Regions from separate parts of the Bicyclus anynana genome. Here region 2 is linked to region 1. The links are chromatin contacts, called in public Hi-C maps. All regions are on one chromosome and are shown on one strand. Each heading gives the region's core, a stretch centred on a gene start, on an enhancer-like site or on the middle of the called end of the contact. The rest is flanking DNA. Distances are from core to core; before and after follow the strand shown. Region 1 overlaps LOC128199858 (a long non-coding RNA gene). Region 2 holds the start of LOC112048305 (whirlin).

The links. A called contact is a pair of places that touch in the nucleus more often than the background predicts.
Region 2: a Hi-C map of whole larva shows a contact between it and region 1, with 1.7 times the contacts expected there. The contact joins the promoter of LOC112048305 here to the enhancer-like site in region 1. A contact is called at or near these places in 2 of 2 Hi-C or Micro-C datasets (whole body and whole larva).

The regions. Positions count from the first base shown.
Region 1 is chr3:4,877,611-4,881,525 of ilBicAnyn1.1, forward strand. LOC128199858 (a long non-coding RNA gene) reads right to left here. Exons shown (of 2, transcript XR_008252375.1): 2 at 1-976. Among protein-coding and RNA genes, the nearest start is that of LOC128199858, 26 kb to the right of the region's middle. Within about 2 kb of position 1,786, at least 3 of the 8 cell types and tissues checked have open chromatin away from gene starts, as enhancers often do.
Region 2 is chr3:4,916,290-4,920,204 of ilBicAnyn1.1, forward strand. LOC112048305 (whirlin) reads left to right here and starts at 2,018. Exons shown (of 4, transcript XM_052891065.1): 1 at 2,018-2,571. The coding sequence starts at 2,482.

The sequences.
Region 1 (3,915 bases), core at 536-3,035:
ACTCTTTCACGCCTCGACTACTGAACCAAATTAGCTGAAATTTGGTATTGAGATATATTATAGCCTGGATTAACACATGGGCTACTTTTTATCCCGGAAAAGTCCATGGTTCCCGAGGGATATGTGAAAAACTGAATTCCACGCGGACGAAGTCGCGGGCATCCGCTAGTTATATAATAAAATAGCTTTGATTTCAAATTTTTCATATACTTATTGAGAGATTAATATTTACTATCCTAAGCTTATTACGTATTACTTGTCACCTATATCTAACAATACTTAATGGTAATTATTATTTAGGTAGTAAACTTATGTCTAAGATTTCATTATTTCCTTCTTTTTATTAAAATTATAAAACTGGACCGAACGAAATAAATATCTACATTCTTATGTAACACAGTCTTTTTTTATAACCGAAGTAAATCAAAAACATACATACAGTCGAACATAATTATTATAAACTCCTCCTTTTTTCATAGAATAAAAAAGTCTGTTATAGATCTTTTACATTCAATTCATAAATCAATTCGATTTTTTTTTTGACAAATTATTAATTATTTGGCAATGATTTTTTGTTTTATGTACTGATGTAACTTTTCTCTTTTATAGAATAATTATTTCACAATGCAATAAATTGGTTCTGGATAAGCTATTTTCGTTCATTATTATGTGATTATCTTATAAGTTAGTTATGACTTATCCTAGGCAATATTAATCCAAATAAAACTAAAGACGTTGCGGTCATAGTTTCTCTTGTAATGTTCGTCTGAGTTCTTCAGTAGCTTTTGCCAGGTCCTTGTTATCGTGATGGTGTCTCCCTTTGCCGCTGAGATCGCTGCAGTCCTCGAGGTAGTCCTTTGGAGGCTCTGTGGGATATTTTCGTTCGAATTTTGGTCTAGGGATGCGCACCCTTTTCACATCGTCCAACCAGCTTTCCATTTTCCGTTAATTTGAAATTAAAATCGGCTTGTAGAACCTGAAAAGAAAGAAATTTATTTATTATTATATGAATTTAAAAAACACGATAAGTTGTAAACTTTCAATACATGACTACTCAGACTAATTACATACGGACTAGTCACACCCATATTCACGAATAATATTGTCTGTCATTTTCTGAAGAAAACGAGCTTACATTTGGCATATATCTTATATAAAACTAGAAGTTTTGCCCGTTTTTTACACCATTCAACTACATGAAAAGGCATTTTTACAGAGCTATTTAACCGACGAACACGATTACAACTATGAAACATCGATACTATAGAGACAGTTTTTATAATCGCATTAGATCGTTGATCATATACTTTGACAGAAATGTAACGTGTACGAGGCAGTTCCTTATCTAATTAGTCTAAGCTCGACTAAGTAACATTTGATAACTTGGGATACACGTTCCATCTTAGTATACGTCATCGTATGACATACGAGTGGAAGATCATGGTCAAGTAGCTTCCAAAAATATTCTCCGTATCCAATTATCTCGAGTCACAGCCTCTATAAATACGTTTTTCAAACTAACCAGAGGTTTTAAGTTGGCACAATTATGTATGTCATTCATATTCCAAATTGCAAAACCGATTGAGCAGTGTATCGTATCTTATTACTCAGCAATACAACATGCTTAATTTGTGCATTAGCAATTTGTTAAGCAAGCCATGAGTACCAAGATGGTCAGTGAAAAGTTGCGAAATTTTGATTACTCGGCATAAATAAAAGTCCGTTCCGTAATGCGAGGCGCCGCGCCGGCGCAACTAACGTAGGTTGTATTGAACATGTTGTGGCTAGACCTTCTTTTTAATCAAAGACAAGTTATCCCTTGACTACGATGTCAAGGGATAACTGAATTATCAGTTGAGTAACGATGCAGTTGCAAGCAAGTTGGAAGCGGTATAACTTGGAAAAGGTACAGGTATATTCTACCCATACCTTTCTACGCAGGTACATACTAGTACCTTAATGCTAAAGCTCTGTTTACATCTACATACATTTAGAGAGACTAGAACTCAGCAGCGAGTCGAATATGGGTTTATAACGAACGAAACATACGGCAGGGAGATTGAACCGTGGTGGCTAAATATTTTCTACGGAATATCATGAAAAATCATCTTTCACAACGTCAGATACTTAAGTTTTGTGGAAACCACTTGCTAGAGACTCTAGCGACCTTAAAGTTTAACAGTGTTTTGAACATTAACTTAGACTAGACTAAGAAATTTTATACTTTCTTTGAGAGTTGATTTTTAATATTATCATCTAATATAGTTGCTTCTCTGCCTTTAAATTTAGTAGTTGATTCTTATATAGGTTTAATTCAATGATTATGGCTAAATATAATAATATTCATTATAATTAAATTTTTTAGAGCTGGTGGTGGAGAATATAATAGTTTGGACCCTTGAAAACTTCCAACATTCATACTCCGTAGTTTTGTACCGTACTTACGAGTACGTATGGTAGGAGCATGGACTGACGCACTTTCAGCTTTCATATAATGACGAAGGTCTGACTACTGCAGGCTCTCAATCTATTGCCACTACCGGCTGCAGCCAATCAGTTGATTCGGTTACAACAATGCAACATGGGCGAATGTCGACTCCATTGTTTTGGAGATCTTGTCGCTATATTTGGGTTAAATAAAACGCTTAACTATTACAATGGTAATTTATCGTCTTTCACAACTCCGAGGATACCAGACGGACAAATTACGTTGAAATCAAGGAGGTTGCATGATAAATATACTACAGAGTTAATTACTAGTAATTATATAAGCTATAGATAATTTAAAATAGGCCAAGTGCGTGTCGCGCCACGCGGTTTTTAGGGTTCCACAAATCGACTGATTAATGTTATTTTGCAAATCTTTATGGCATTTCATTTAATCATTAGAATACTATTAATACTAGTTGACGCCCCGCGGTTTCGCCCGCGTAGTTTCCGTTTCCGTGACAGCACGGGAATAAAATATAGCCTATGATACCCCGAAATAACGTGGCTTTGTAGTGGTAGAAGAATTTTCAAAATCAGTTCAGTAGATCCAGAGTTTACTCTACAATACCACAAACTTAACCTTTTTATAATATTAGTACGGATAAATATCGTATAATATATCGTATATATATATCGTATATTTTTAAGATTTATATGCATAAATCTTGAAAAACAAATTAGCACGCAGTAGTTATCGCGCGATAATGATCTGTCTGTGATTCCAGTGTTATGTGTGAGCAGTAACAGATGAATAGTGTCTGATTTATCAGCGTTCAGCCATCTGAAGCTAAAACAAAGATGTTTAATGCACGATTGACTTTCTCCGGCGAAAGTGTGGCTAAATGTGCCGCCATTATTCCATTTGACGCTTTCGAAAATCGCAATTTGAGGATTTTGGCACCGATATTAGGTAGGCATTTGCGCAGTACGGTACGCTACCTTTTACCAGTGCGAATTTATCGAATATCATTTATATCGTATATCATTTAGCATATTATTATACCAGCGTATTGCCAGCGGACGCCCGCGACTTCGTCCGCCCTTAGACCTCTTTAATCCGGCACTATCGCAAAATCCGTTCTTAGCGGACGTCTATTACCAACCTCAACTATGTACGTCAATCGGTTATCGATATTTTGTCATGAAATGATCCTTCTGCTTTTATTTTTTTATATAGATTTTCAAAGCAAATTTTTAGCCCGGTAATAATATTTTAGCCCGTTAATATTGGTGGCGCTACACCTCGTGCCTTGTAGATTAGTGTCATCCTAAACCGACCAACACTTAGGAGTATACCTACTTGTAGTGTTTGTCTATATATACACCGGAAGTGGAAGAATGCGGGCAGTCCATATATAATGTATCATCTATGGGGCAGTCTGTCATTGTCGTTGGTGGAGATCGGACGTCCGGTGCTGGCCATAA
Region 2 (3,915 bases), core at 768-3,267, 39 kb after region 1:
ACACTATGCAAATCAAGTCGCAAGAATGAAACAGACCTTCCTTCTCATTAATCACTTTATTTGAATCTACAAGTTCCTATTAATAGAAGCTGCTAAAATTAATTTAAATCAGTTATTTAAGTCATTTTTAGGTAGGTATGATACACGGCGCGGAATTATCGTGGCTATTGAAATTTTAGACGTATGTACGAGTTTAACCAAAATGAACTCGAGTATCCAACAAGATTAAATTGATCACAAATCTTTGTCTGTCCTTTAGGTACAAATAAAAAAATCCACAAGCACTTAGGTGTCTTATATATTGCGAAAAGTCGCGATCGACTGCTAGTAAATTGTGTCGCCCGCAAAAATAGAGAAAAAAGGATTCCCTGTTTTGCTTTTGCACAACTACCAACAATCCACATTTTAATTAGCGTCAACGACCCTATTCCAGGCGATATCGCGAGAAAATATTCGTATCTCGTCATATCGACATTCTACGTAACTGTGCGAACACGAAACTATACGCTCGTTAATATATTATTGTTGTATTGTTTTTCAAACCATAGCAAATAGGCGACAGGTTTCGTGGCTGTTTTTAGCGCAATCGTTGTGGTTAAAATAACTATCGTGACCATTTCGTGACTTGTTTTTGTTTTTAAATTTAGTACCTTTAGTCCGATTTCAAGATTGAAATAGATTTCAATTTGATTATATTTTCAGTCATAAACCTAAATTGATATGAGGGCCTATTTTTATTAGTTTAAGTAGGTACGCAGTAAGATATTTTTCTACTTTAGATACAAACACAGCATTCGTTATAAGATAAAACTTTTATTCTAACAAATAAACAAAAAAATCTACAATACTTACCTGAAACTACCAAGTCAAAGACTTATTTGTAAAATTAATACCTAAATTGCCAAATGTTAAAATTGTTTTATACTTTTTTTTCTTTTTATATTGAGAAAGAATACAATAAGGAACTTAAGCTAACTTATCCTAATAACTATACAAACTTATAGAAGTGACTTTATACTTGCTTATAGAAGTGACTAAGCTAAAATAATGTGAAGAAGAAGAAGTAATGTCTTAAAAATACCTTAAGCATCTTAAGTTTCTTTATTCGTGAAAACAATTTTTTCGAAATATTTATGAACCCATTGTGCTGCGTGTCACCGTAAATAAAACAGACATAATTGATGGAAAGTCAGCGAAGCCAAAACACAATGAACGAAATTGTTACACAACAGAAGTTAGCAAATACTATCACGAGATACCAAATATGCAACAATGGCTTGTCATTACGTTATTATTGCAAAAATCCATTAAAATTAAAATACCTTTGGAAAACGCATGGGGAGACTGGTGATCCCATCAGTCATCCCAAAATACTGTAACTATTTTGCAAGTGTTATAGATACTAATGAATCCAGCTCGATATTCAAAATAACGATTCCATTTTTTTTATTTATGTATAGGTTGATTATGAAACACGGCTAAAACTCACGTGATATTACGTCGGAGTATGCCCGACTAGTTTCGAACCCATACGTGGCCCTTAGTCATGAGCTGGTTCTTGCATCGCGGCACGATCCAAACTGATGTTTGGATCGTGCCGCGATTATTATGTATAGGTATCTACTTTAAATAACAATCCCCTCGACTTTATGTAAAATAATCAAAATTTAACCGTGATAAGCTTAATTTTTCAAAAAATTTTAACATTTTCCAAAAAAACCGAGCTTCAGTAGATAGAATTATTTTAGTGTCTACTTTCTGAATACTTTCTGAGTTTTCAATGGGACAGAACGAGAATATACTTGACTAGATATTAGTTCTGACTCTACTCGTAAGTTAGGTGGATTAGTAGTTTCAGTCAAGTGTTCAATTGTCTAAAGGTCAGTCGATATTCTACTCTCAATGTAACTGAAACTTAAATGACATCATGCAAAATCGTTTGACAATACATTTCTTTACACCCCGGTAACATTGACTTGTACAAAAAAACCATTTCTACTTGCGGCTAAGTTAACTCTGTTGTTTGTTTCATGCAACCTCTCAATCACAGGATCAGGTATGTAGACATCGTAAACGACTTAATTACTTATTAATACTGTATAGTTTTTAAAAATATCATACGAATTTCTATTACTCTCCTCGTATCTATGAGCTTGGCCAGCAGTTTGATTAATCTAATTTAGAAGTAGATCTTGCTAAGTGTGCATAAACTTGGGTTGTATGCAAGTGTATAATCAATAAAACTATTTTCATGAATGGTAATATCATACAGAATAACTACATCTTAGTCAATATTTGCTAGTGCCCCTTTACCGATCCCGCATTTAATTAGGAAGTGTACCAAGTAGTACCTAGTAATAGTATCGGGATAGATAGAGTCGTGGTGACGCGGGACGATGCGGTGCGTGGGTCAGGGTGACTGTCCGTCTGGGTGTCTGGGTCCGCCGGAGGTGACTGAGGGTCAGGCGCTGAGTGAGTGTGATGTTTCAGTGCGGATATCTCGGCGGTCTGCGCTCATCACTCGGTGGCTGGACGCAGAAAGTAAAATCATGGTACTGGGGACGACCTCTAGTAAGTTGCCCGGCCTCCCGCCGACGATCGGCAAACTGTCCTAGCACATGACAACTCTTTCTTTTGCACGATGTTCAAAATTAAAGTTCTTCTATTCAAAATTTACTCGCTTCAAACGGAACGATGCTTGGTGTTAGAAAATTTATATTAAATATGTTTTCACATTTCCTCTCGTTGCACTTCATTTCGATGTTTATTTTTGATTTTGTGTAAACTATTTTTTTTTAGTTCGTTACTTTGACCATCTAAATTTAGTAGTGACGCACATTATAATTGATTCGGTTCTCTCATTCGCCTGTAGAGGTATCTAATGTCTTGAATGGGTAAAGCTCACGCTGCATGAATAAGTTTAGTAAAATTTCTTTATTAGATTGCGGTTGATAGGATTTAGAATTTTTATTTATTTTTTAGATGCAAGTAACATGTACAAACTTGATTAACCACCGTTATTGTTAATTGTTTATCAATTTGCTGAACAGACTTCAATGTTTTATAATCCTCCAATGTTAAATTTTGTCCTTCATCTGTAAAGATGTTCATCATAATTATTTTCACCGAATTTAAAGCACAATGATTGTACATAATATTATTAAATTCCACACAATAGAATGAAAATGACGACATTTAGATCTTTTTCTATTCTCGTTATTTCGATACTCTGATTCATTTTGAAGTCGGTGAAAATAATGCATGGCGGCAAATTCTCATATTTTTTAACAATTCCTTAATTTATTTTTAAATGTCGCAAAAGAGCTTCGTTTTTTCTTTTATTTATATTATTACTTACATATTTTAAAGTATAATTTTAAAGTTTTCAATCCGCTGCATTGATAGGTCCACCAATTGGGTTATTAACTTCTCATTAAACGTACATATATATACACTTGTATAATATACCTATGAACCACGCCACCGAGTGATCGAAACGCATGTTTCCAAGCCTCCAGCTCACATCTCACTATACAGCTTCTCGATACATTTGACGTACAGATCACAGACATAGTAACTGAGAGGCACAAGGTACTTCATGCGAGTCCTGATTTATGCCAAGTATCTACTGTTAACGCTGTTGCCGAGAATGATTCCCCTTTGCCGCCCAGCTACACTTGTCCTCAATTAGAGCACTCAACTGTAGAGGCTGATCCGAAGTTGCTGTTGTTAGCGTAGTATACAGTGTTAGTGTGGATGTGGTATATAGACAATAGGGCTATCTTCTGTTAGCGCGCCACAAATCATTATGTAATGAACTATTATTGTTAGAAGATGATGTGGCCTGTAGTTGCAGAATAAATAAGTCCATTGCGCTAGCAAAAACTATGTCTAAAATTTAAGAACCGTTGACTA